Linked DNA regions of Mus musculus: regions 2 and 3 are each linked to region 1. Evidence: chromatin contacts called from public Hi-C data. All regions are on one chromosome and are shown on one strand. Each heading gives the region's core, a stretch centred on a gene start, on an enhancer-like site or on the middle of the called end of the contact. The rest is flanking DNA. Distances are from core to core; before and after follow the strand shown. Region 1 overlaps Carmil1 (capping protein regulator and myosin 1 linker 1). Region 2 overlaps Carmil1 (capping protein regulator and myosin 1 linker 1). Region 3 overlaps Carmil1 (capping protein regulator and myosin 1 linker 1).

Evidence for each region. A called contact is a pair of places that touch in the nucleus more often than the background predicts.
Region 2: a Hi-C map of uterus shows a contact between it and region 1, with 3 times the contacts expected there. The contact joins two enhancer-like sites. A contact is called at or near these places in 3 of 484 Hi-C or Micro-C datasets (granulosa cells and uterus), 8 of 115 datasets of contacts at active chromatin or transcription factors (the NIH/3T3 cell line, embryonic fibroblasts, embryonic stem cells and 5 more) and 1 of 9 other capture datasets (pancreatic islet).
Region 3: a contact with region 1 is called in a Hi-C map of cerebral cortex, with 1.7 times the contacts expected there. The contact joins two enhancer-like sites. A contact is called at or near these places in 4 of 484 Hi-C or Micro-C datasets (the G1E-ER4 cell line, cerebral cortex, liver and 1 more) and 2 of 9 other capture datasets (adipose tissue and pancreatic islet).

Annotation. Positions count from the first base shown.
Region 1 is chr13:24,133,852-24,137,803 of GRCm38.p6, forward strand. It overlaps Carmil1 (capping protein regulator and myosin 1 linker 1), which reads right to left. Exons shown (of 38, transcript NM_026825.3): 11 at 3,286-3,380. Among named protein-coding and RNA genes, the nearest start is that of Gm33573, 44 kb to the right of the region's middle. Within about 2 kb of position 1,725, at least 66 of the 459 cell types and tissues checked have an H3K27ac peak or open chromatin away from gene starts, as enhancers often do. A contact at or near this core is called in cerebral cortex, fibro-adipogenic progenitors, granulosa cells and 1 more, where this site is marked.
Region 2 is chr13:24,252,340-24,256,291 of GRCm38.p6, forward strand. The region is part of intron 2 of Carmil1 (capping protein regulator and myosin 1 linker 1); the gene reads right to left. Among named protein-coding and RNA genes, the nearest start is that of Carmil1, 26 kb to the right of the region's middle. Within about 2 kb of position 1,907, at least 80 of the 459 cell types and tissues checked have an H3K27ac peak or open chromatin away from gene starts, as enhancers often do. A contact at or near this core is called in fibro-adipogenic progenitors, granulosa cells and uterus, where this site is marked.
Region 3 is chr13:24,197,853-24,201,804 of GRCm38.p6, forward strand. All of the region lies in intron 2 of Carmil1 (capping protein regulator and myosin 1 linker 1), which reads right to left. Among named protein-coding and RNA genes, the nearest start is that of Gm33573, 20 kb to the left of the region's middle. Within about 2 kb of position 2,254, at least 27 of the 459 cell types and tissues checked have an H3K27ac peak or open chromatin away from gene starts, as enhancers often do. A contact at or near this core is called in cerebral cortex, where this site is marked.

The DNA of each region.
Region 1 (3,952 bases), core at 475-2,974:
CAGTCTGTGAAAATATTTTTAGGTGTCCAAACTGGACGGAAAGTGGGCAGAATCCACACTGGAGATCTGGTGAGCAAGAGGCAGAGGGGCCCTCACAATGATCCATGACAACAGTATCTACAGCTGACACAGCTGATGCGGGTAGATGAAAGCATACACAACGTAGCAGCTCCTGGGGCAGAAGGTGGAGGGAAAAGGCATCTTTGGTGAGCACAGACTCTCACTCACACAAAAGAACCCTCTATAAACTTCACCACGACTTTCAAGAACAACTTTTAAAAGCAAATAGGAGAATGACATCAAATTCAAACTCCATTTAAGGAAGATACTTATCGCTTATGACCAGTCTTACACTAGCTGCTGTGTATCTAAGGGCTAGGAGGATGCTGCTATAGAGCGGGTATGACAGGCTGTGGGTACTGCAGGAATAGGGTATAACTAACTATGCTTAGTTATATCATAAGCAGAGTACAGTAAATTAAACGAAAGGGTTGCAGGGGCTCCAAGGTGAGAACCTAAAAGACGAAACACTACCGAGGGGACAAGTTGTCTATGAGTAGGTGAAGGAAACAGGTCAGGAGAGGAAGGGCCTGGGACTCATCCTCCACCTGCCAATCCCACAACACTGACTTACGGTCTTCTAGGTGTGTCTCCCCTCTGAGGTTTAAACATACTGCTGCTGGGACAAATGTGCCACATTCAACTTACCCATTGATGAGTCCTAGGCTGTTCCACACTGCTGCTGTGCATATCTGTATGTGTGTGTGTGTGTCTGAGTGTGTGAGAAAATGTGTATGTGTGTGTCTGTGTGTCTGTGAGTGTGTGAGAAAGTGTGTGTGTGTATATATGTGTGTATGTGTCTGTGAGTGTGTGAGAAAGTGTGTGTGTGTGTGTATGTATATATGTGTCTGTGAGTGTGTGAGAAAGTGTGTCTGTCTGTATGTGTGTGTGTCTGTGAGTGTGTGAGAAAGTGTGTGTGTGTGTATGTGTGTGTGTATGTGTGTGTTTGTGTATGTGTCCCTGTCTGTGTGTATGTGAGAGAGTGTGTGTGTGTGTGTGTGTGTGTGTGTGTGTGTGATCTATTATGCCTGTAAACCTGTGCTTATAGCAGAGCCTTTGTGCAGATTGTCTCATTGCTTATGAGTGATAGCCAAGAGTAGAATTGCTAGGATATTTGGAACATTTGTGTTTAACCTTCTAAAAAGCTTTCACTCAGTCGGGCATGGTGGCTTACGACGTTAGTCCCACCACCCAGGAGGCAGAGGCAGGTGGAGTTTGAGGCCAGCCTGGTCTACAAAGTGAGTTCTAGGACAGACAGGACTGCCCTGTCTTGAAACCATGTCTTGAAAAAGAAAAACAAAACAACCAACCACCCCTGTCTCTCTAGGTTCCCAATGGCTGCATCCCTCTCCAATCCCACCAGCAATGGAAACATTTTCCTTTCCTCACACCCTCAAAGACGTTTACTTTTATCACAGCCAGATGACTAGCTATGTGATAGTACCTCATTGTGCTTTTAATTTACATTTCCCTAATGATTAACAGTGCCCTGCTAGCCTGTCTTCTGAAGGTCACCTCCTTGGGGACCCTGTACTGACTCAGCCCTGTCAGCCGCTAAATACAGCCAGATCCCCGCCTCTTACAAACAAACCTGATACAGCTGCCCTGACCATAGGAGGTGCTGTGTCCAGATTCCACTTTGCCTCATTCCCACTCTGCCACTTCTAACAGAGCGGGCAGAGAGAACGGCTGTTTTCCCTACAGAAATGACAACGCCCCCGTGAACTCCACACTCCAGCCCTGTGTCTTTATTTTCAGTCTGGGCTCGTTCTTAGGCTGCTTGCCACAAGACCTAGTTTTGGTTTCAGCCTCCACCTTCCTTCACACTCCCTGCTCAAGATGACGGAAGTTACCCCATTCCGTGTGAATGCTACAAGGGAATCATTTTACACACAAGGCAGCATCCCTGTCAGAAAGTAAAAAAGCCACGCTGCCTCCGTGCCCTCAGCTCAGTTGAATAATTAATCCTCATCAAATACCTAACATTGAAAGATGAAAGGCCCTATTCAGCAAGCCTGGGAAACATTTCCAACAGCAAATGAAAACAAATGTTCCCTCCAGAGGCAGAGTGACTCCTACGCCGACCTCATCTATCAATGTTGAGACGAAGATGGAGAATTCACCCAGGAGCTTCCCTTCCTGTGTCAACGGCAGGCGCTGCCTTTGCTACCTACGAACACCTGCCTTTGATTTTCATTTTTGTTTTGTAGGGGTGGGGATTGTTCCCGGGGCTTCACACATGCTAGGCAAGCACTCTGTCGTACCCCAGCCCCAGATGCAAACATGCATGACAGATCATTCTCCTTATAAACCGGGTCCTTCAACCTCACTGTAAGCACGCATTCAAATCTTACAAAGTGCTCAAAGGCATGTGTGGTGGGATCTAAACTGGACTCCTCGTGAATACTTCCTACAGAGCCAGACGGAGGGGTTCACCACACGATTATTAAATTAATGATCTCTAAGTTCATCTGCAAAGAGTCCATAGGCTGGGAACGGCACTCAGCAGTTCAGCATGCACTTAGCATGCACAGGCTCTATGGTCAATATCTACAAGGGAGGTAGGGATTTGTATCAAGGCACATGCCTGGATTCTCAGAATCTTTGAGGCAGACGTACAAAAATAGAAATCTGAGACCAGGCTAGGCTACAAAACAAAACTCTTGTTTAAAAAAAGGGGGTGGGGGGGGCAGATGGGTATGTGTTAAATGGGTCACCCTCTCATAGAGGTATAGGAAAAAATCTAAGGCTTCTGAGACAAGCTCTAGCTGGCTCTGCATCACAAAGGGCCATGAGAGGTGGAAGGTGCAAACCGAGGGGCCTGACAGATCTGGTGGTGGTCTCCACCAACCCTGTGCAAAAGCACAGGGATCCTGAGTCCCACAGCTCGAAGGAAGTTAGTTACTGCTGACAGCGAGGGCGAGGAGGGCTTAGGGTGAGTGTGGGTATAAAACTCCACCTGGGTGAGGGACAATTCCTGGTAGATGTGGGGAGGACTCTGGGTGGGTGCAGAGAAGGTCCCAGGTGCATGTGGGGAGGACTCTCAGTGTTTGAGTGCAGGGCAGTGTGGGGAGGACTCCAGGTAGGTGTAGAAGACTCTGGGTAGGTGTGGCAAGGGCTCCAGGTGACTTAACTGAGGTTAGCATTACTCCCCAGCCCTGCGTAGACTAGGACTCTAGTGGTCCTACACCTCTGGCATCCCTGGCGTTACAAGTGATGGAGTACCTCGATCCTCCAGCGAGTTCCCAGCAAGGTTGATTGTGTGAAGTCCTGAGTTAGGATTGTGTGCTAGAGCACCGGCCAATTTCTGTGCAAAATCTCTGCAAGTAAACACCAATGGCGTGAGGGAGAGACAGATGCAAATTGTTCAGCTACAACATGTAAGGGTTAAAACAAAATGCAACCTACAAATGCATCCTTTTCCCCTTGGCTTACCTATGACAGCTCCCCGGCAGGTTCATTTTGCCCTCATCTACTGATCCTACTGTAGAAGGCTGTGGAAAACGCTTAAGAGGTGGAAGCCTCACTGGACTAAGTTGCTCACTGGGAATGGGCCTTGTAGGTTTAAAGCTGGGCCACACTTCCTGGGAGCTGTTTGCTTCCTGAGCACAGACAAGCATGAGTAGCCACTTCAAGCTCAGGCCACTGTGCCACTGTGCCTTCCCAGGTACGAACTGCAGCATTAACTATTGCGCCCCTCCCCCCACCCAGCAGGTGTCTCTCTCTGTCCCACCCCCAATGTTTGGTAACACACACGGTTGTAAACACAGAGCTGAATGCTGCTGCAAGTACCACTGACCCTTCCTGGTTTCTTTGTTTATTTTTGTTCTTTTTTTTTTTTTTCACGGTAAACTTGCTTTCTTGAAAAATTTAATAGACTCTTTCCTATATC
Region 2 (3,952 bases), core at 657-3,156, 120 kb after region 1:
AGCTTACTGGGACGATGCCCAGTCTTGACCTACCAAGACTGGGATTACGGGTAGGCCATCACCCCACATGGTATTTGTGTGGGTGCTGGGGATCAGAACTATGGCCCTCAAGTCCTCACAGCAGGTGCTTTACTCTCCCACCCTCTACCTAGCCCTGGATTTTTTTTTTCTTTAGGAAACAAAACTAATGTGTTTTCCACCTGTTCCGTTTTAGAGAGGAAGGCTGTGCCACACTGTCCTGGAAAACTTTGTGTGGCAGGCAACTAATAAAAACTCCCCAGGTCCATCAAGGAGAGTGGAGAGAACACTGCTCTCATGCCAACTGCAATTTCAGCTTAAGTCCTACAAAAACAGTAGCAGATCAGCTATGACCAACAAACAGTTAACCACCCAAAGATAAGAAATAAGAACTCCTGTTCCCTTGGGGAAACGAGCGAACCCAAAAGCAATCATTGATACTTTTGTTTAGAAGAGTAAATCTTACAGCAATGTGAAATAGGGAACTTAAGTCATTTTAGCCAGAGCCTAACCAGTGACTACCCAGTTAAGGTCTTATCATTGTGTGTTAGAAAGCCAACACCCACAGCTGCCTGCATATATGCTTTAATAAATGGATACACACACACACTCACACACTCATACTTACTTTCATTCTGTGAAACAAGTACTATGTAGACCAGGCTGGCTTTTAATTCCTAATCTCCTCGCTTCCACCAGCAAGTGTCAAGATTACAGCCATGTGTCACCATGCCTGGCTTATAAGTAGACATCATTCTAACTCAAGTAGCGAAAATTCTCAATGTCTAATAAAAACAAAACCAGCAAGTTCTATAATCCATCTTTCACTCACCCCTCATCTGTCAAAAAAATAGTTTAAACTAAAAATTCAAGCCACATACAGTAGTACATGCCTGTAATTCAAATACTCAAGAAGTAGAGGCAGGAGGATTGCTACAAGTTCCATGCCAAATGGACTTCACAGTCAGATTCTGTCGGGGGGGGGGGGGGGGGGTTGGGGAGGCTAGAGCGTTATCTCAGTGGTCAAAGCAGCTGTGGCTCTTTAGGAGGATGGATGTTCAATTCCCGGCATCCACGTGGCAGCCCATAATCATCTGTAGCTCTAGTTCCAGGGGATCCAATGGTTTCTTTTGACTCTTTAGGTACCGAGCACAAATGTGGTACACATACATACGTGCAAGCAAAGCTTTCACACATAGAATAATATGAATATATCTAAAAAAAAAAATGTAAGATCCAGAGGAAAAAAGCTGCAGCTTTGTAAGCTTCCAGCAAGGAAAGACAGTATATAAACAAAATGAGGACAAGGTAGCGCAGAGCTATCTAATAATAGAATCCTCTTCCCACACTATTTGGACTCCATGCGGAAGCTGGTTCCTGCTGTCTAAATACTTCTCTCTGTTGACTATCTTTTTAATATTTATTTTTAATAGCAGGAATACTTCCCCTACTGTAGCCAAAACAAATTAAGAGATGACATCAGATCTTAAATGTAGCAAAGCAAAACCAAGCATTATAAGTGGATCTGTTTTTATGGCTTAGAGCTATGCGGTATATATATATAATCAATATCTCAAATGCTATAAAAGACACAAAAAAGTGATCAAACACAGAAGAACACAAATCAGGTGAAAGAGAATGGAGAATTCACAAGTACCCAAACACTGACATGCAAGGAACACACAGAGAGTTTCATGATTAAAAAAACAAAACAAAAAAACACATGACCAAAGGACACTCTGTTCTTGTCTTTAGTTGAAAATTCCAAGTGACTGATAAGTATGAGGACATTTCTCACAAACGTGGTTACTGTTGCTAAGTTCTAAAAATGAATGGGGCAGGACCCAGCCTAGAGGATTCTCTAGCAGGACCCCTAGTGTTCAGGAATGATACAGCAGCTCCTTAGCACATGGGAACGGAGCTGAGAGCAATGACCAGACTGAGGCAGCTCCCAGCACTGTCCACACTGCCACAGGAGGAAGCAGTCTGTATCCACCAAAATCAATGAACAACAGCCCAAAATCATGTAGAGCCGCAAGAAGGGTGAGCGGTCAAGGTGTTTGTCAAGCCAGCCTCGGAACTCAACAAGTGGAAGGAGAGAACTGAGTCCTGAACACTATACTCTGCGATCCACTCGCACACGCATGCGCACCATGTATGCACGTACCACCACACACATCGCATAGACATACATGCATAACATTAAAATAAAAATAGGAGGGAAAACACGTACATAAACAGAATATTATTTAGCCTTTAAAAGAATGAACTTTCTGATACATGCTGGGATCAACTGTGAAACATACTGCAACCATGTGTGGAGGCAATGCAGAGGCTGGAGGATGTCCACAAATTCTAGGTCAAACTGAGCTACACTGCAAGACCATCTCTCAATACACAATACAAGGAAAATGAAAGATAAAAGCAAATACAGTGCCAGACACAAAAGGACAAATATCCCATGATTCTGCTTCTCGAAGTGTCCAGAGTCAGTGCACCTTAGAGGCTGAGAGTAGAAAGGCAGTCACAGGGCCGGGAGTGGGCACGGGGCTGTGGCTGAGGGGGCTCAGCATACATGAGGAGATTATCTGGACCCTGAAGACAACAACCATTGCCACTAAACTATATACTCAGTATACTACTAAATCGGTTCGCTGTAAAGTTTTGGAGAAATTGTTTTGTTTGTTTGGGGGATTTTGCCTATGGATTTTTTTTTTAAGACAAAATTTCACTACATAGCCTAGAACTTACAATCCTCCAACAACTTTAACCACCCCAGTATATACAGCATGTACTACATGCCTCGTTTTAGATTGTACAATGATTAATGATAATTTCCTGTGTGAAAAAAAATGTTCTTGGATCAGACATGGTGGCACATAACAACACTGAGGAAGCTGAGACAGGGGAATCACCAATTTGAGCCTGGCCTGAACTATAGAGACATAGCTTTAAAAAACATAGATATGCTGGGGCTGAAGAGATGGCTCAGAGGTTAATAACACTGTCTGCTCTTCCAGGGATCCTGAGTTCAATTCCCAGCAACCACATGGTGGCTCACAACCATCTATAATGAGATCTGGTGCTCTCTTCTGGCATGCATATATACATCCAGGAAGAATGCTGTACATAAATAATTTTTAAATCATATATATGCATCTGTACATATATATAAATATGTACATATACATATGTGTGTTTATGTTCAATGAACTTATGTTTGCAGTGAAGACGGCAGACATGGGACTACCCTACTGTCCAGTTATACATCAGTTACAGATTCACAGGAATGCCTGTTCTTTCTCAGTTCACAGGAGAGAAATACTGCATCACATTCTTTCATTCAATCTCAGCTGATAGGGGTCAGCTACCAAAACAACTGGAGAATAAAAGATTGTCAGCATTCCATAACCAATCAAAATACAGATCTGTGGAGCTCAGTCCAAATTATATCTATAAGGGAATTCCCCCACCTATCACTCAGAGAAGATTGTAGAAGGAGCAGAAAGACTGTAAGAGCCTGAGATCTGGGAGTTTGGTATAAGACCGTGTCTCCTAGTAATGTCTCACCAATATTTCTATTATACAGGAGCCTAACAAGGACAATAACAGACATGCTAAAGTAGACAGAGTAAAGTCCACAGGGCTGAATCCTACACAAAGCGCTACAGGCAACTAAAGAATGCTGGAAGTTGGAGAATCGTCTTCCCCAGAGCAGAGCACAGCAGTTGTTTTCCAATGCCAATAGTCAGCCCTGAAAACATACATACAAGTAACATTATGCAGACTGAGTAGGCTATATTCATGGTTTTAGGAGTGTGTGTGTGTGTGTGTGTGTGTGTGTGTGTGTGTTATGTATGTGCGCACACACACATGTGTTGATAGATGTATATATGGAATAACAATTTTTTAAAAGGCCATGAATCTGAAAGAG
Region 3 (3,952 bases), core at 1,004-3,503, 65 kb after region 1:
TCTCCAACAAGAATTAAGAAGAGTAAATTCCTAAGCGCATAAGAAAAGGAACAATACCCTGTAGAGGGCTGAGCAAGGTCTGGTACCATGCTCCTGTAATTCCCAGTCAGGATTTTGAGGCCAGAGACTTGGGAGTTCAAGGCCAATGTGATATCTCTACATATCACAGCCTTGGCTCCAAAATGAGTGTATGGGATAAAACAGAAGTACACACTTATTATCACAGCTTCATACTCTAACTAAACACAATGTTTACACAAATGGGACTTAAGTGCAAAGGTACCTTCTTGAAAATACAGTCAGCCCAGCCCTACGCAATGGCGTCTCCATGGAAACATGCAGAGAGCATCTCACTTCACCTGACCTGTGCCACCTACCAGGGTGCTCCTCCCATCAACTGACAGCGAGAAGAAAGAAGCCAAGCCATGACACCAGCCCCTTATTCACTTGTTCCATGCCAAAGTCTCCCCCACCACTGGGAGATCTTGCATGCTCTGCAGAACCTTGTTTAGTCCCACCAAACCAAGTGTTGTCCACCTTTCACCTATCTAAAAGCTCATATATATCCTTTAAGGTCCTTTCCAAAATCCCAGATATTGAACATGCACCACTGTGCATGGGCAATTCACAAAGAAGCTGATGGTGTTCCTGGGCCATGGATAGTGTGACAGCTTTAATCCCAATGCCTCCAGGAAGTACTTCCCACCATACCACAGGAAGTGGACCGTACTCCTAGGCCATGAATAGTGTGACAGCTTTCATACCAATGTCACCAGAAAGTCCCTCTCACCATACCACAGGAAGTGGACAGTGTTCCTAGACCATGGATAGTGTGACAGCTGTAATACCAATGTCACCAGAAAGTCCCTCCCACCATACCACAGGAAGTGGATACTCCTGACTCCCTGCGCTGCCCCACCCCCACCCTCACCCCTACTCCATGTCTTAGACACAACCTTGTGGTCTGAAAACACCAAAAAGTCAGGACTTAGCACATTTGCTTTTTTTTGTTCTCAATTCAACAATCACACTAATAACAAGTATTAGCCATTAGGCAATCCCCACATACATTATCTTAATTCTAAAAGCAGTCCTGTGAACAGACAGAATATTCACTAACCAAGAACTGCAAGAAAGGGGTGGGGGGGGAGCTGCAGAATTCCCAGATCTGAGAGTGGGGAACCAGGGTTCCCACCAGTCTTTCTGAGTCCAAGGCTAATTAATACACAGCACACTATCTTGCCCCGAAGGCATACAGTAATGCCTACTTAGTGAACAAAGGCAGACAAACAAACCTGGTTACACTAGCTTCCTTTCATTTTCCCATTTTCTTTTTCTTTTTTTTAAAGATGGGGTTGTGCTATGTGGCTTAATGGGCTCGGAGGCCCACCGGTTGCTCTCAGACTTGTGGGAACGCCTCAACCTCCAAACTACTGTCTGTTGACTATAAGACACATCGTCACATCGGGCTTACACAAGTTACCAAAGAGACAGAAAGACCCCAAGGCATTCCGGAAGCTACACAACTGCATGGGGTAGGGAACTCCTTCAGAGTGGTACCCAAACAAAACAAAACAAACAAACAACAACAAAATGCACGCTGTAATTTCAGTCCCACAAGCAATTGTGCCAGGGAGACAGTTCACAACTATGTCCCATTTTCCTTTACTAGTGAAGCCATCCATGTTTTGACAGTTGACAACTAAATACAGCCTCAAAAATAAACAGTGAGGAAAGGCCAGTCACCTCCAGGCTGATGTGCGTCATAACAACGTTTTCCCACAGAACTGGGAACACAGGGGACGATACAAGAAGCCCCTTCCTTTCCTTCCTTCACCTTCCCCCTCTTGCCCCTAGCTGCAAGAGAGCTGGGGGAGGGGGCAGAAACCGCAGAGTTCCCAGGTCTGATGTAAAAATATTCACATGTCACCGCATGGAGAAGGTCCCCTATTGAGCTAGTTTCCAGTGGTTATATTCCCTGGTGTGTTTTTGTGCCTGCTGTAACAGCGTGCTGAGGGAGGGCTAAGGTAAAGCCCCCTACACCTTTAAGAAGGTGACAAGGAAAACCAGCTCAGCAGAGGAGACACCAGGAACAGAGCCAATGCCTTGACACCTTCTTGGGAAGCAGAAGCATCCAAAATATCAGCTTGGTTCGCATCCAGAGAAAAAAATATACTTCTGCAGCAGGCAGGCTTCCTGCAAGGCCAGGAGGGAGCTTCGACAGCTCTGAGGCGGGGAGAAAAGCCAGCCACTGTAGCTCCATCACAAACAAGGGCCTTTCAGCCTCCCTGCCAAGGTTCCCAAGCCACCGGGAACATCCACACCCAAGTAACTCTGGCACTTCAGAGAGCAGGGGTTTATCCACAGCTGGTGCCCTCCCTAAAAGGGTTTTACTGATGAAAGAAGCTACTATGACCCGAGACCCAGCCCTCCCTGCAGGACATAGTCCACAACTTCTTAGAGACTTCTCTCCATCCACCTCACCTCAATGCTCAGTGAGGAACAGGGGCCTCGAGAGCTGGCAGATGGATAGGAAGGAATGGGCGTGGGCAGCTGTTAACACACACACACACACACACACACACACACACACACACACACAGAGCCTCCAAGGAGGGTACAAATGGATTCCAAGAGAAGCAGCTATGATGATTTCTGAAAGACCTTGGGGAAAAACAAAATCAAAATACAGTGCGACCATCAACTGCAAGGGAGCAAACTCGATGGCTGTGTTGGAAGCAAAGCCACAAGCAGGCAGCTGGACATCGCTCTAATGCTGGCCGTGGCACTGAGCATGCCGTGTGCTGAAACCTAGTTATTCTGAGTTCCCTTCCTGGGACCCATCCCCAAAGCAGGACCCAAGATAGACCAAAGCATCCTGGGCACGGCTCAATGCTAAAGTGTTTGGCTGGCACTAAGAGGTCCTGGGCTCAATCCTCAGCTTTATCAGATAGATGGCAGGTGGGCAGACGATTATAAGGGCAGTCTTAAAGTCAAAATCACAGAGAATAGGGCCACACAGGCTGTTCCTTGTTAACCCTCAGTCAGGGGGAATCAAAGCTGTCCTAACGACCATTTTGTTAAAATGATAACTCTTCTCTGTGGATCAGTAATTCTACCATTCTGTGTATTACACTCGGCAACACAGCATATTTTGTCCAGTTAAATATTTTGATTTAAAAAGAATGAGTCTAGGACAAGTGTAGGTATAAAAACGCTAAGCTAGCTATCATATTAAAGTATATTCAGGATCATTGCAGAGATGCAAACTTCTTAACTCTACACCCTGTTGTGTACAATGGTGCACAACCATAATCCAGCACTTGGGAGGACAACACAAGAAAACCAGGAGTTCAACATGAGCCACAGCTCCTAAGCAAGAATTCTATTTAAAAAAAAAAAAATCCACATCTAGATATTTCAACTATTTCGGAAATGTACCAAGAAAGAACACAAAAGTTAAGTTGTCGGATTTAAACGTTTCCACAGGAAAAACCCAGAACTGTCAGGCCCCCATGTTGTCATTCTCCAGGTGGCATACTCTGAGACACCTTGCTGGGTCTCCCATGTTGACTGTCTGCCCTGGGTTTCATCTGCAAACCCTGATTAGTATGCACGAGGTGTTAGGCAGCCTTGACTACCTGCTCTTGAGTTCTAAGAGTGACATATTGAGCTAATTTAACCCAATGGCTTTGCGATGTTCTCAGCTTCTTTGCAATCGCCTGCTTTGCCAGGGCAGGGAAATGGAAATTATTTCAAGAAATGGTAAAAGTGCACTGTGCTTTAGGGAAGAACGTATTTCCCTTAGGACCGTTCTCAGAACCTGTGCATCTCTGACCTCTTATTTAAGTTGAACAATACTTTCAAGTAACAAAGACATAGTCCTCTGAGATCCTCCAGGGAGCTTCAGGAAGTACCAAATGACTGAACTCTGAACTTCTTCCCTGGCTGA